Linked DNA regions of Sus scrofa: all the other regions are linked to region 1. Evidence: chromatin contacts called from public Hi-C and HiChIP or PLAC-seq data. All regions are on one chromosome and are shown on one strand. Each heading gives the region's core, a stretch centred on a gene start, on an enhancer-like site or on the middle of the called end of the contact. The rest is flanking DNA. Distances are from core to core; before and after follow the strand shown. Region 1 holds the start of MOB3A (MOB kinase activator 3A). Region 2 holds the start of BTBD2 (BTB/POZ domain-containing protein 2). Region 3 holds the start of MKNK2 (MAP kinase-interacting serine/threonine-protein kinase 2).

Region 1 (3,960 bases), core at 650-3,149:
CTCCCACTGCACCGACGACCTGCCGGCACACAGGACATGGAGGGGCCAGCTGGGGGGAGCTTCCATTCCCCCCACCCAGGTGATGGAGGGGCCCACTCCAGGGAGACCCTTGGACCCTGTGGCTGGGGCGGGGGCGGTGGGCACACAGGCAGGTGTGTGATTCTGAGCCTTACTCGCAGTTGTAGCCAAAGCAGACAACATGTGAGTCTGTGCAGTTGGTGCAGGAGATGGTCTCGTACTGGAAGATGCCTGCAATAGACCAGAGGCAGCCGAAGGTCCCCTCACCCTCAGCCTCTGGGGCCCCATGCTGCTGCTGCTGCACCCCACAACCTGGACAGAGGCTCACCACAGTGACGCTGACAGTCGATGCGGCCTGTGAAAGGGTGAGAGCACAGATGGTATCTTCTTAGCAGGCCTAGACTGTCCTCCCCATCCAGCCCACCTTCCCAGGCTGCCCAAGGCTCAGGAGTGTCCATGGCCCCAGCCTGGGGTGAAGCAAACCATGGGGAAGGGCAGTAGCAATACTCAGGCCTCCAGGGACTGGCTAGGGGAGATGATAGGGACAGGTCAAAATTTATCCTTCCAGGTGTCCTATTGGTGTCCACTAGATGAGAGTGTCCCCCCTCAGAGAGGAAACTTTTTTGGTTTTTGGTTTTTGTGTTTTTGGGGGGTTTTTTTAGGGCAGCATATGGAGGTTCCCAGGCCAGGGGTCGAATTGGAGCTGTAGCCACTGGCCTAAGCCACAGCAATGCAGGATCCTAGCCGAGTCTGCAACCTACGTCACAGCTCACAGCAACGCCGGATCCTTAACCCACTGAGCGAGGCCAGGGATCAAACCCGCAACCTCATGGTTCCTAGTCGGGTTCCTTTCCGCTGCACCACGACGGGAACTCCCAGGGAGCAGACTTTCTCCCCACTTTCTGTCCTTTCTGAGTTCCAACACCCAGCTGCATCATGCCAGATCCCTATTCACATGGCTCTAGTCTCAGCCAGGCCCTGGCTGGAACCTGGGCCTAGGCCTAGAAAGAGGCAAACACTCCTGTGGTCCTGGGTCCTCAGGCTCTGGGCAGCATCCTCCATCCCCGAAGCCCTTATTTGCTCACTTTCGATGATGGCATTCTGGATGAGGTGCACCTGCTCCCGGAAGATAGCTCGCAGCTCGTTGGGGAAATACCCTAATGGGGGGAGGCAGGAGGGAGAAGGTCAGGGGCAGGTGGATGGGTCAGCGTGAGATGCCCTGGGGCCGCGGGGTTGTTCCTCGGTTTCCCACTGTGGCGGCCGCCCCCTTACCCGGGAAATACATCTTTCCCTGGTACAGTTGATCCATTCTCTTGTACACGGCGTTTGCCACTTGGTTCAGTTTCTCCCGGGCTGGGGGTGAGAGGAGAGTTGTGAGAGAGGCCTGGCCCAGGGTCTGGTTGGGCGTGGAGCGCGTGCAGGCAGGGCCGGGGTACTCACTGATTTCCGCGGGGATGGCCAGATGCAGCTCCTTCATCGTGTCCTGGCTCCAGTCGGTGAGCAGCGAACCCGACACAGGGATGTCGCCCACCCACCAGGACTTGAGGTTCACGTGATGGCGGTAGAAGGAGAACTTCTCTGAGAAGTTGCCGTGGCAGTGCAAGCAGCCTCGGGCCAGCGCAGCTGTCAGGCCCAGGCACAGCAGCAGGGCCATGGCCCGCCCCCACCGCCCGCCGCCCGCCGCCCGCGCCCACCGCCCACCGCCCACCACCCGCCGCCCGCCGCCGGCCAACCGACGGCGCCCCTCGAGCCACGCCCCTCTGCCGCGCACCAACAAACGGCGCCCTCGTGCCCCGCCCCCATCGCTCACCAACCAACCGCTCTCTTGTGACATAGCCTCGCCCTCTCCCGCCCCCTCGGCGTAGGCCCGCCCTCGCAACTGACTAGCGACTTCCCACCGCCTACTCCTCTTTCAAGCCACGCCCACCAACCTCAGCTCCCAAAGAGGGCTCCACCCCTCTATTGGCCCCGCCCCTGACCGCGCTCCACGCAGGCGTTCTCGGCCCGCTCAAGCTCCTCCTTCCACGGCGGCCCCACCTCGAGGCCCGGTCCAGCGCTCCGGGCACTCAGCTGCTCCGCCCGCGGGCAGTCTCCGCTCCACTTCCGGGAAGGCCTTGGACAGGAGCGGAAGTATATCCGGGGCGGGGCAGTGGTGCGCGGAGTTTTTCCGCGGCGGACGGCGAGGCAAGGCTGATTGGAGCCCCGGGGGCGGAGTCTGGCGACGAGAGTGGCCAGATCCTTCGGACAGCAGGCGGCAGGTGGGTCCTCGGAGGTATGACCGCGGGCGGTGTGAAGGCTGGGTCCCTCAGAGGGGTGAACGGTGGTAGAGGCGAGGGAGGCCGGGTCCTTCAGAGAGGGCGACCGCGGGCAGGGCGACCTCAGGAGGTACGACCGCGGGCGGCGGGGAGGCCGGGCCCTTAGGGGCGGGGGACAACCGCGGAGGACCAGACAACCGGGCCCCTCAGGGGGGTGAACAGTGGTGGAGGGGCAGGAGCCGTGGCGGCCCTTGGTCCAATTAGCGGTTACAAATGTTACTTTAGGTCACCCCTGGTTGTATCGCTGATCAGGACCCCACCTCCTGATGGATGGAAAGCCCACAGAATTTTAGGGCCCCCAGCCCACTGGGACACCTGCCCTCTGCAAGCAGGCTTCCTTGTCCCAAGAGTCCCTGAGCAGCGGGCAAGGGCTGGGCGGCAGGTGTCGGCACTGACTACCTGGTGACTCCACAGCTCTGTCTCTGAACTGGCTATAGGGCTTGTATTTGCTTTCAATGGCCGAGTATTTTACAAAACGTCGCTGAAAAGGGAAGGAGAGGTGATTGAAAGATACGCAGAGTCACAGGCTCTTTGTAAATAAATGACCAGTGATTCTCCCACTGAGAGAGCCACTGCTCATTTGGGGGTAAGAGTCTCCCAGAATTTATTCACAGGAGCTTTCTGCCCCTTGGATTTCTTTCTTTTTTTTTTTTTAAACCTTTTTATAGAGGCTCAGTAGACTTGCAGTGAACTGCACACATTCAAAGCATACAGTTGGATAAATTGTGGCATGGGATTTGTATCTCATACCCCACTGCCTGCCTGCACTTTGTGATTTTGGATTTGCTTCTGTTACACTTGGCCTCTGTCAGCCGCTTCTTCATCCCACTCTCCACCCAGCATAAAAGTTCAGGGGCTCTTTTTAGCCCATTTCACGGACTCAGCACTGACTGATGCCATGGATGGACAATGTCAGAACAGAGCACTGCCGCCTCCGGAAGCCCTGAGTGCCTGGGGGCATACTCCCCCACCCCAAGTTATGGTAGCCTGTCGGTGTCTGTGGTACTGATCATGAAGTGAAGCAAGGGGAAGTCTTTGCTGCCCCACCCCTGCCCACACCCTAGGGCACCCAGTTTCTCACCAGAGTCTGAATTTGGTGCCTGCCTCAAACAGCACCTGCCCTGTTGCTCCTGTCCTCCAGCAGATGGGTTCCACCCCACCTTTTTTTTTCTTTTTAGGGCCACACTCGCGGCATATGGAGGTTCCCAGGCTAGGGGTCCAAATGGAGCTGCAGCTGTTGGCCTACACCACAGCCACAGCAACACAAAATCTGAGCTGCGTCTGTGACTTACACCACAGCTCACAGCAATGCTGGATCCTTAACCACCTGGGCAAGGCCAGGGATCGAACCTGCGTCTTCATGAATACTAGTTGAGTTCCTTAACCTCTGAGCCATGACGGGAACTCCGGGTTTTCCCCTTTTAAGACCCTCTGGAGCTGAGCTCTCCAGTGTTGCATGACTGGTGAGTCCCCAGAATGTGCCAAAATGAGATGTGCCATCCATGTAGAGTACACACCAGATTTCTGAGACCCAGTGTGTTAAGATGGCGTGTGTGTGTGCAAAATATTTCCTTAGTGTTTTCTCTATTTGTTAGATGTTGGAATGCTATTTTGGTGTCCTAGGTTT
Region 2 (3,960 bases), core at 665-3,164, 63 kb after region 1:
GACAAGACAGGATTTTCTTTATCAAGCCCCTAGTTCTACTTCTACAGCCTGATTTTCTTTGGATGAACCATTAAAAAATTTTTTTAATATATATATATATGATTTTTTTTAGGGCCACACCCGAGGCATGTGGAAGTTCCTGGGCTAGGGGTCGAATTGGAGATGCAGCTGCCAGCCTGCACCACAGCCACAGCAACACCAGATTCAAGACGCATCTGCAGCCTACACCACAGTTTATGGCAATGCCAAATCCTTAACCCACTGAGTGAGGCCAGGGCTCCAACTAGCATCCTTATGGATACTAGTTGGATTCATTTCCACTATGCTACAACAGGAAATCCTCTCTATTTTTTATATATTACTTTTATTTATTTAATTTTTATGGCCACACTCACAGCATGTCAAAGTTCTCGGGTCAGGGATTGAATTTGAGCTGCAGCTGCTGCAGCACCAGATCCTTTAACCCACTGTGCTGGGCTGCGGGGATCTGAGCTGCTGCAGTCGGATTCATAACCCACTGTGTCACAGTGGGAACTCCTATATATTACTTTTTTTTTTTTTTTTTTTTAGCTATTTCTTGAGCCGCTCCCGCAGCATATGGAGGTTCCCAGGCTAGGGGTCCAATCGGAGCTGTAGCCACCAGCCTACGCCAGAGCCACAGCAACGCAGGATCCGAGCCACGTCTGCGACCTACACCACAGCTCACGGCAACGCTGGATCGTTAACCCACTGAGCAAGGGCAGGGACCGAACCCGCAACCTCATGGTTCCTAGTCGGATTCGTTAACCACTGCGCCACAACGGGAACTCCCCCTATATATTACTTTTAAAGTGAAACAAAGATCTTTGAAAAAAAAATCAGGTTTGAGATGGCTTTGCGCATGGTTATAATGTTGTACGATTTGGCCTTCTGTTCATTTCTCACCCCAAAGGGCAGAGGCAGTGGGCTGGCAAGGTGGGAGTGTCTAAAATCCAGGGGCTAAGGCTGATAGTGGAAGTCTATCGTAGGGGTGGGGCTAATGCCAAGGAGCTAGGAGGGCTGATGACATCCACAGAGCTGAGTTCCCAGGTGAAGGGGTTTGGCTTTCATGGGGAGCACCTGGAGGGCTTTAAGCAGCGGCTCCCAAAGACCTGGTTTAAGTTGGGAGGAGGCTAGATTCTAAAAAGAGTAAGGAAGGTTGGGTTGTTGGGGCTGGTGGTTGTCAGGGAGCAAGCTGGGCAGTTTTAGACGACAGTGGTAGTGGAATGGGGCCTGGACTGCCACAGAATTCTCCGGAACAGTGCAAAATGAAAACATGGGGGCGCCCCCCACCCTGAAAAAAACCCCATGCAGCCCAGTGTTAAAAATTTACTTCCCTGAGGTGAGAGCAGAGCCGGTCCTCGAGGGGACCCAGGAAAAGGGAGACGATTCAAGGTCTGCTTTGGAGGTAAGAACCGGCCAGGATTCGGGCTGAAACTGGACACTGAGGAGGAATGTCTTGCCTGTGGCTTTGCGGGCGGTCCATGGGCCACCGCCCAAATGAAGAAATCCCTTCTCCACGGGAAGGACCAGGCTTTGAGAATCCTGAGGTCTCCCAACCCTTTTATTTTTTTTCTGCCCTGCCCGGCATGCAGATGTTTCCAGGCCAGGGATCGAACCTGTGCCACGGCAATGACCCGAGCCACAGCAATGACAACGCCAAATCCTTAACCTGCTGAGCCACCAGGGAACTCCATCCCAGTCACTTTTTAGACGCTTAATTTTCCCCTTCCTTCCCCTTCGCCCCCTCCCCCCCCCCCTTGCCCCTCCTCTCCGGTCTCTCCCCCTCCCCTCCCTTCCCCCCTTGCCCCCTCCTCCCCCCCCTTGCCCCACCCCCTCCGCTCTACCCCCCCTCCCCCGCCCCCTCCCTCCCCGCCCCGCCCCGCCCGGCGCCGCACCGACAAGATGGCGGCGGGTGGGAGCGGCGGGCGCGCGTCGTGCCCGCCGGGGGTCGGCCCGGGAGCGGGGGGCGGCCCGGGGCCCAGCGCCAACGCCGCCCCGGCTCCCGGCAACGCGGCGGCCGCCGCCGCCGCTCCGGCCCCCGCCGCCCCCGGGCCGCCGCCGCCGGTGTCGGGGCCGGGCGCGCAGGCCGCGGCGGGCGGGGAGCGGGCGGCCGAGGAGCCGGGGGCGGCCGCGCTGCTGCGCGAGCCCGTCTACAACTGGCAGGCCACCAAGCCCACGGTGAAGGAGCGCTTCGCCTTCCTCTTCAACAACGAGGTGCTCTGCGACGTGCACTTCCTGGTGGGCAAGGGGCTCGGCGCGCAGCGCATCCCGGCGCACAGGTGGGCCGCTGTCCCGGGACCGCCGTCCCGAACCCTCCGCCCCCGCCCCTGCCATCCCGAACCCCGCTACCCCTGGGATCCACCAACCCCCTGGACCTACCGTCCCCGAACCCTGCCACCCCTGGGACCTACCCCCGGCCCCCAACCCCGCCATCCCCAGGACCCATCTTCCCTGGATCGGGGACCCGCCATTCGCGGAACCCTGCTGGCTCAGGGACCTGCCCTCCCCGGACATCCAGTGTCTCTAGGACCCTTTCGTCCCCAGTACCCATCATCCTCAGGCCCCATCCTTCCTCGGCCCTACCAGGCGCCCATCCACCCCGTATTTCCAGATACTAGCCATATTCTGGTCCTGAGACCCTCTGCCTTTTCATTCTCATCAGTGACTCCTGGCTCTGCGACCCCTGACCCCACCACCTTGGCCAGGATCTCCCAGACCAAGGGACCTTTTCCACCCCTGGCGTTCCTGGGACCTTTCAACCCCTGCCAGGCTCTCCAGGCCCTGCTGTCCCAGCTTGGCCAGCCTGAGGACCCCAGACACAGCCACCTCCCTCCACATCCTCCATCATGACCTCCTCCCCCTGACTTCCCCATCCTTTTTGGGGCTAGACCCCCAGAGCCTCATCAGACCTCCAGCTCATGAACCCAAGACCCCCAGACTCCTGAGCCACAGAACCTGCAGTGACCCCCCATCTCGGTGCTGCCCTCAGCTCCCTGACCCCTTACCCCCAAGGCCTCTTCTCCAGAGGCGGGAGTTCTGGGTCCAGGCCCCATCCCTCTGCCAGTCTCTAGGATGCGGCCCCCAGGCCCTTAGGTGGGGTGGGGCTGATGTCAGACACTGCCCTGCCCACTGCTGGTTCCTCTGGCCCTGCTCTCTGGGTAGCGGGGAGGCGCTGAGGGGGTTCTGTTAGGGGAGGGGTTAGGGGGATTCTCCTCATTCTGCTTGGAGTGTCCCCCAGCCTGCTGTGAGGGTCCTCTCTACCTTTCTGATGTGTGGCTTTTGTTTAGCCTGTGCCTCTGAAATCCTTCTTTCTGGTTTTTCTTGGTTATTAATGAACAACTGGGTCTAAATTCCTGTCCAAGGAAGGTTCCAGGCCCGTGGTTGGGTCCTCAGGACCATGTGTGTGTTGCAGCCCCCCCCCCCACCGAAAACTCAGAGCTGGAGGTGGTGGATGTGCTGCCTTTGAGCCCCCAGCCTCCCTCGCACCGTTCCTACCCCACATTCCTGCTCTGTGGGCGTCCTCCATTGAAGGTGCTAGTTCTTTTTCTTTTTAGCCTTTCAGTGATTATTTCATATGCATTGTTGAAATTTTACCTCCAGTGGTCAGTGGTCGGGTAGATGACTGCCCCATGAGTGACCCTGGCCCTTGCTGAGCCTCAGTTTCCCCCCGTGACTGGGGACTGAGCCCTGGGACCCCTCCTTCCCGGGACCACTGGGAGGATGGACCCTGTGCTGATCACAGTGGCCCAGGGCTCGTCCTCTGTACGGGCTGGCTTAAAATACAGGGGGGTCATGAGCCAGAGTCTAAAATGAACACCCAAGACCCTCACTGATGGAACAGAGGTGGAGAGAGGACAAGCTTCCTTCTGGAGAGTTCCTCTGGACCTCATTCCCACCTCCAATCCTGGGTGGGCCCAATCTGGGGGCTTGCTTGTAAAG
Region 3 (3,960 bases), core at 825-3,324, 35 kb after region 1:
GGTCACTGTGACTAGCAACTCCACTCAGATCCACACACAGGGACAGATACAGCTAACTACCTGCCACAGGAGACAGAAGCATCACAGCCACATGCCCGGAAAAGGTTCCTGCCCCTTACAGTCTGGGTTGAATTGTGTCCCTTAGAAAGATAGGTCTGTGTTCCAACTCCTGGAACCTGTGAACGTGACCTTAGGAAACGGGGTCTTTGCAGGTGTGATCCAATTAAGATGAAGTGATAGTGGAATAGGGTGACCTTAAGGCAATGACTGATGTCTTTCCAAGAGAGGAGAGTCACAGAGATGGCACCACATGAAAATGAGGCAGAGACAGGGTGATGCAGCTCTAAGCCAAGGAGCCCAGGCGTGGCTGGCACCCACTAAAGCTGGAAGAGGCAGGAAGGATATTCCCCTAGAGCCTTTGCGGAGGGTGTGGCCTTGCCGACAATGCCTTGATTTCAGTCTTTGGGCTCTGGAAGCAGCCTCTGGAAGCTCACACACTGACACAACCCCTGTATGCGTGCATGCAGACACGCAGGCACGCCTGGCTAACTATGGCCTTTCTCTTCAGCAGCACTGAGTGAGCACTTCCTGTGTGGGTGCTGGGCCCTGTGCTGGGTGCTGGACCAGCAGTGAGAGGATCGGGGCTCTGACAGAGCTGGTCTTCTGGGGAGGGGTAGGGACCCAGCTGTACCCACCAGCCATCCCAAAGCACAGGTGACTGTACACACAGAGAGGATCCTGGCTCCCGGGCATGAGTGGGAAGGGACAGCCAGGTGAGGAGAGGGGTGGGATGGTGTGGGGGGAGACTGAGGCCTCCTGGGCAGGCCGGTCTAGCAGCCCCACCCCAAACACCTGGAGCCAAGGTCACACACACACACACACACACACACACACACACACACACACACAACACCCATGCGTGCATGGGTCAGGTGAGGGCTGGGGGCTGGCTGGGGAGTTCCCTGCAGGTCCCACCAAACATTCCAGAGGACTGAGGTCAGCCCTCACAGCTCCTGTGCCTTGAGCTGTAGCCTTGGGGGGCAGCATGTAACTTGAGGCAGCCTCAAAGGGAAGGTGATCACCCAGTTCAGGCCTGGTTGGGGGATAGCTGGGGCAGGGTGAGAAGCCCCTGGAAGGATAGACTGGGGCCTGGAGGAGAGGGAGGACAGTCCAGACCTGTGCCCCCACGTGGCCAGGCCCAGGTCTAAGGACCATGCACCACAGGGCTGTGGGGACAGAGACAGGGAGCTGGCCCGGCTCAGGATGAACTGAAGCTCTCAGATCTGGGTCAGGGCCTCAGCTGAAACGGGGTTGTGTTTTGCTTTTTGTTCTGTGGCCCCCACCCCTTGGCCTTTTTCTCCATCAGTCAGGGGAAACACTTCTTTGCAGGACTGAAGGACAGTCCTTCATAGAGCTCAGTCCCCATGCCTGACTGCAGTCCCCTATTCTTTACTTCTTCTTTTATTTTGGCTGCGAATGGTCCAGGGATCAAACCCACGCCACAGCAGCGACCAAAGCCAGAGCAGGACAACGCCCTATCTTTAATCTGCTGTGCCACAAGGGAACTCCAGTGGTCCCCTTTTCAAGCCAATAATAGGGTGAACTTTGGGGGAGCAATCTGGGGAGGCGGCTAAGCCTCTAAGCCAGTTGGGGTGCTCCTGCACGATAGCTGGGGCCAGGATCAAGAAGCTGAAAAGGAGACACACCAGGTTCTCAAGCAAAGATGCAAGAGGGAGCCATGGCAGGTTCTGGAGCAGGAGAGTGGCTAAAAGGAGTCAGTGTATCTTAGCCCCGGCCAATAGACTAATGTTGTTGCCAGAGGGCAGGGCCGGGCTTTGGCTCAGTGCCAGGGTCCCGCGGGCTTCCTCGAGTCTCCGGCTGCGTCAGGATCTTGCCCGGTCCCGCGCCAGAAACCCGGAGCACTGCAAGGCGCACGCGCGCAGACACGCCCCACGGCTAGAGCGGCCTTTCAGCCCCGCCCCCGTCGTGCGCACAAGGGCGGGTCATGAGGGGCGGGGTCTGCGTCGGGGCGGGGCCGAACTTGGCTATAAAGGTGGTGGCGACGCGGCGCGCCCGGCTCCTCTCGGCGGTGGCGGCCCTGACGGAGGAGTCCGCGGTGGCGGCAGCGGCGGTGGCGGCGCTGTTCCCCGCGCGGTCCGCGCAGCGGGGTCCGGGCTGCGGCGCGTCTCGGGCGGCGGCATTGCGGCCCCGGCCCGAGCCCGACCCCGGTGAGTGCGGCCCGGTGACCCCAGCCTGGCTCCAACCCAGGCGCGGGGATCGGGCCCCACGGAGCCTCGCCGCCCTGGCCTGGGCTCCCGGCGCGCTGGCCGCGGCCACTCAACGCCCTCCTTTGTCTGCTCCCGCCCACAGGGTCCCCTTCTCGGCCGCCCCCCCGCCCACGGGCCGCCCCCGGGCCCCTCGTCCCCTCCCCCGCTGGCGGGGCCCGGACAGAAGATGGTGCAGAAGAAAACAGCCGAACTTCAGGGCTTCCACCGTTCGTTCAAGGTGAGGGCCGGATCGGTTTGGGGGCGCCTCGGCCGTACCACTGGAGTGGCCGGTGGCAGGGCGCGGGAGCCCGACCCCAGGATCCCTCGGGAGCTCGGGGCAGCACCCCACCCCGCTCCTGGGGCTGCTTCAGCTGTGCACTGGTAGGGGTGTTCAATTGGCCGCAGTCCCGTCTCTGATATCCTGGGGCCTGTGGGTCTTTCTTCTAGGAGTCTGGCCTATGGGGATCCTTCCTATGTGTTCCCCGCAAACCCCAGCCAGGGGTATACTGGGGGGGAGGGCGTTCAGTAGGCCACACAGTTCAGTCCCTAGCGCCCTGGGGCCAGTAAGGTCTTTCCTCTGCTGCCCCCCCTCCCCCGCCTGTGGGGGCCCCTGGATTTGTGTCTCCTGAAGACCCCTGCTGAGTGTGCACTGGGGCATCTGCAGGCCACAGTCCTGACCCCAGCGTCATGGGGCCTGTGGGGTCTGTGGAGTCCTTCCTCCAGAAACCCCAGGCAGGGCTGCAGGCACCCCCACGCCCTCCTAGGTGGTCTGCAGAATGGGGCAGTGGATTGAATGCTCTCCCAGTCCTCCACCTTCCAGACACCCTAGGCCAGAGTGCTATTTCCTGTCAGAGCGGGAAGTTTCTGCTGGGGCCCCCTGGCTGTGGCCGCCAAGTCCTGGTCTCAGATGAACGAGTCTGGGGCAGGGGGAAGGGGGGCACAGGCAGGTGCTAGGCAGTGGCCCATAGGGCCCGGCCCAGGGGACGCAGTGATGTCAGCGCAGCGGCCACCCCACCTTGCTAGCTGTGTTACGTAATGGCTTCCCTGGGCAGGGACCTGTTGCCCTGTAGAGAAGGCAGGACCTAGGTGTGTGTGTTCACGCGTGCATGCATGTCCATTTGTGTGTATGTGTGCACGCGCGAATATACCTACAGGCAAACTGCACACCACGGTGGGAGGAGCAAGCCGAGACTGGGTTAAAATTCCCAGGCCTGTCCAGCCAGCGTCCTGGGCCAGCGCCCCACCCCTGCCCACACTCCTGTCATCCTCGCTTCTACCCCCGGGGCAGACACAGCCTTGGCATGTCCAAATGTTCAGGGCTGGGCAAGAGGAGCAGGATGGACTTGAGATGTCACTGGCGGTGGTCTGAGCCCTCCCAGGGCTGGGCTTGAGCCTAGATGGGGTCAGCGTGTGGGGCCAGCACAGTGGCCAAAGCAAAGTCGAACTCTCTGGATGGTTCCAGCCACCTCCTGCCAAGGCCTGCTGACTAGAAACCCGCAGCCAGCTCTAGGCCTGGCCTGTCCACACTGCCTTGTACTACAGCTGGCTGGCATCTGCAGGGTGCCAGATAGCCCTGCTTTGAGGTGGCACTGTGGGAGTCCTGAGGGAGTTGGGGGGATACTGGATAGGAGCCCTGGCTCTGAGGTGGCCCTCTGAGTGGCCATGCTAGGAGGCTTCTTCTATTGCACTAGAC

What was found. A called contact is a pair of places that touch in the nucleus more often than the background predicts. HiChIP or PLAC-seq counts read pairs in DNA pulled down with a chosen protein or histone mark.
Region 2: a contact with region 1 is called in a Hi-C map of skeletal muscle, with 2.9 times the contacts expected there. The contact joins the promoter of BTBD2 here to the promoter of MOB3A in region 1. A contact is called at or near these places in 3 of 5 promoter capture datasets (liver and skeletal muscle), 11 of 47 Hi-C or Micro-C datasets (alveolar macrophages, blood, embryonic fibroblasts and 5 more) and 2 of 2 datasets of contacts at active chromatin or transcription factors (alveolar macrophages and skeletal muscle).
Region 3: a contact with region 1 is called in an H3K27ac HiChIP or PLAC-seq map of alveolar macrophages. The contact joins the promoter of MKNK2 here to the promoter of MOB3A in region 1. A contact is called at or near these places in 1 of 5 promoter capture datasets (liver), 8 of 47 Hi-C or Micro-C datasets (alveolar macrophages, blood, embryonic fibroblasts and 2 more) and 2 of 2 datasets of contacts at active chromatin or transcription factors (alveolar macrophages and skeletal muscle).

Annotation. Positions count from the first base shown.
Region 1 is chr2:76,473,498-76,477,457 of Sscrofa11.1, forward strand. It overlaps MOB3A (MOB kinase activator 3A), which reads left to right and starts at 1,900. Exons shown (of 5, transcript XM_021084201.1): 1 at 1,900-2,276. IZUMO4 (izumo sperm-egg fusion protein 4) reads right to left here and starts at 1,730. Exons shown (of 10, transcript XM_003123021.2): 1 at 1,459-1,730; 2 at 1,291-1,371; 3 at 1,104-1,175; 4 at 347-373; 5 at 174-249; 6 at 1-19. The coding sequence starts at 1,672.
Region 2 is chr2:76,536,624-76,540,583 of Sscrofa11.1, forward strand. It overlaps BTBD2 (BTB/POZ domain-containing protein 2), which reads left to right and starts at 1,915. Exons shown (of 9, transcript XM_021084208.1): 1 at 1,915-2,300. The coding sequence starts at 1,924.
Region 3 is chr2:76,508,228-76,512,187 of Sscrofa11.1, forward strand. MKNK2 (MAP kinase-interacting serine/threonine-protein kinase 2) reads left to right here and starts at 2,075. Exons shown (of 15, transcript XM_021084205.1): 1 at 2,075-2,228; 2 at 2,371-2,505.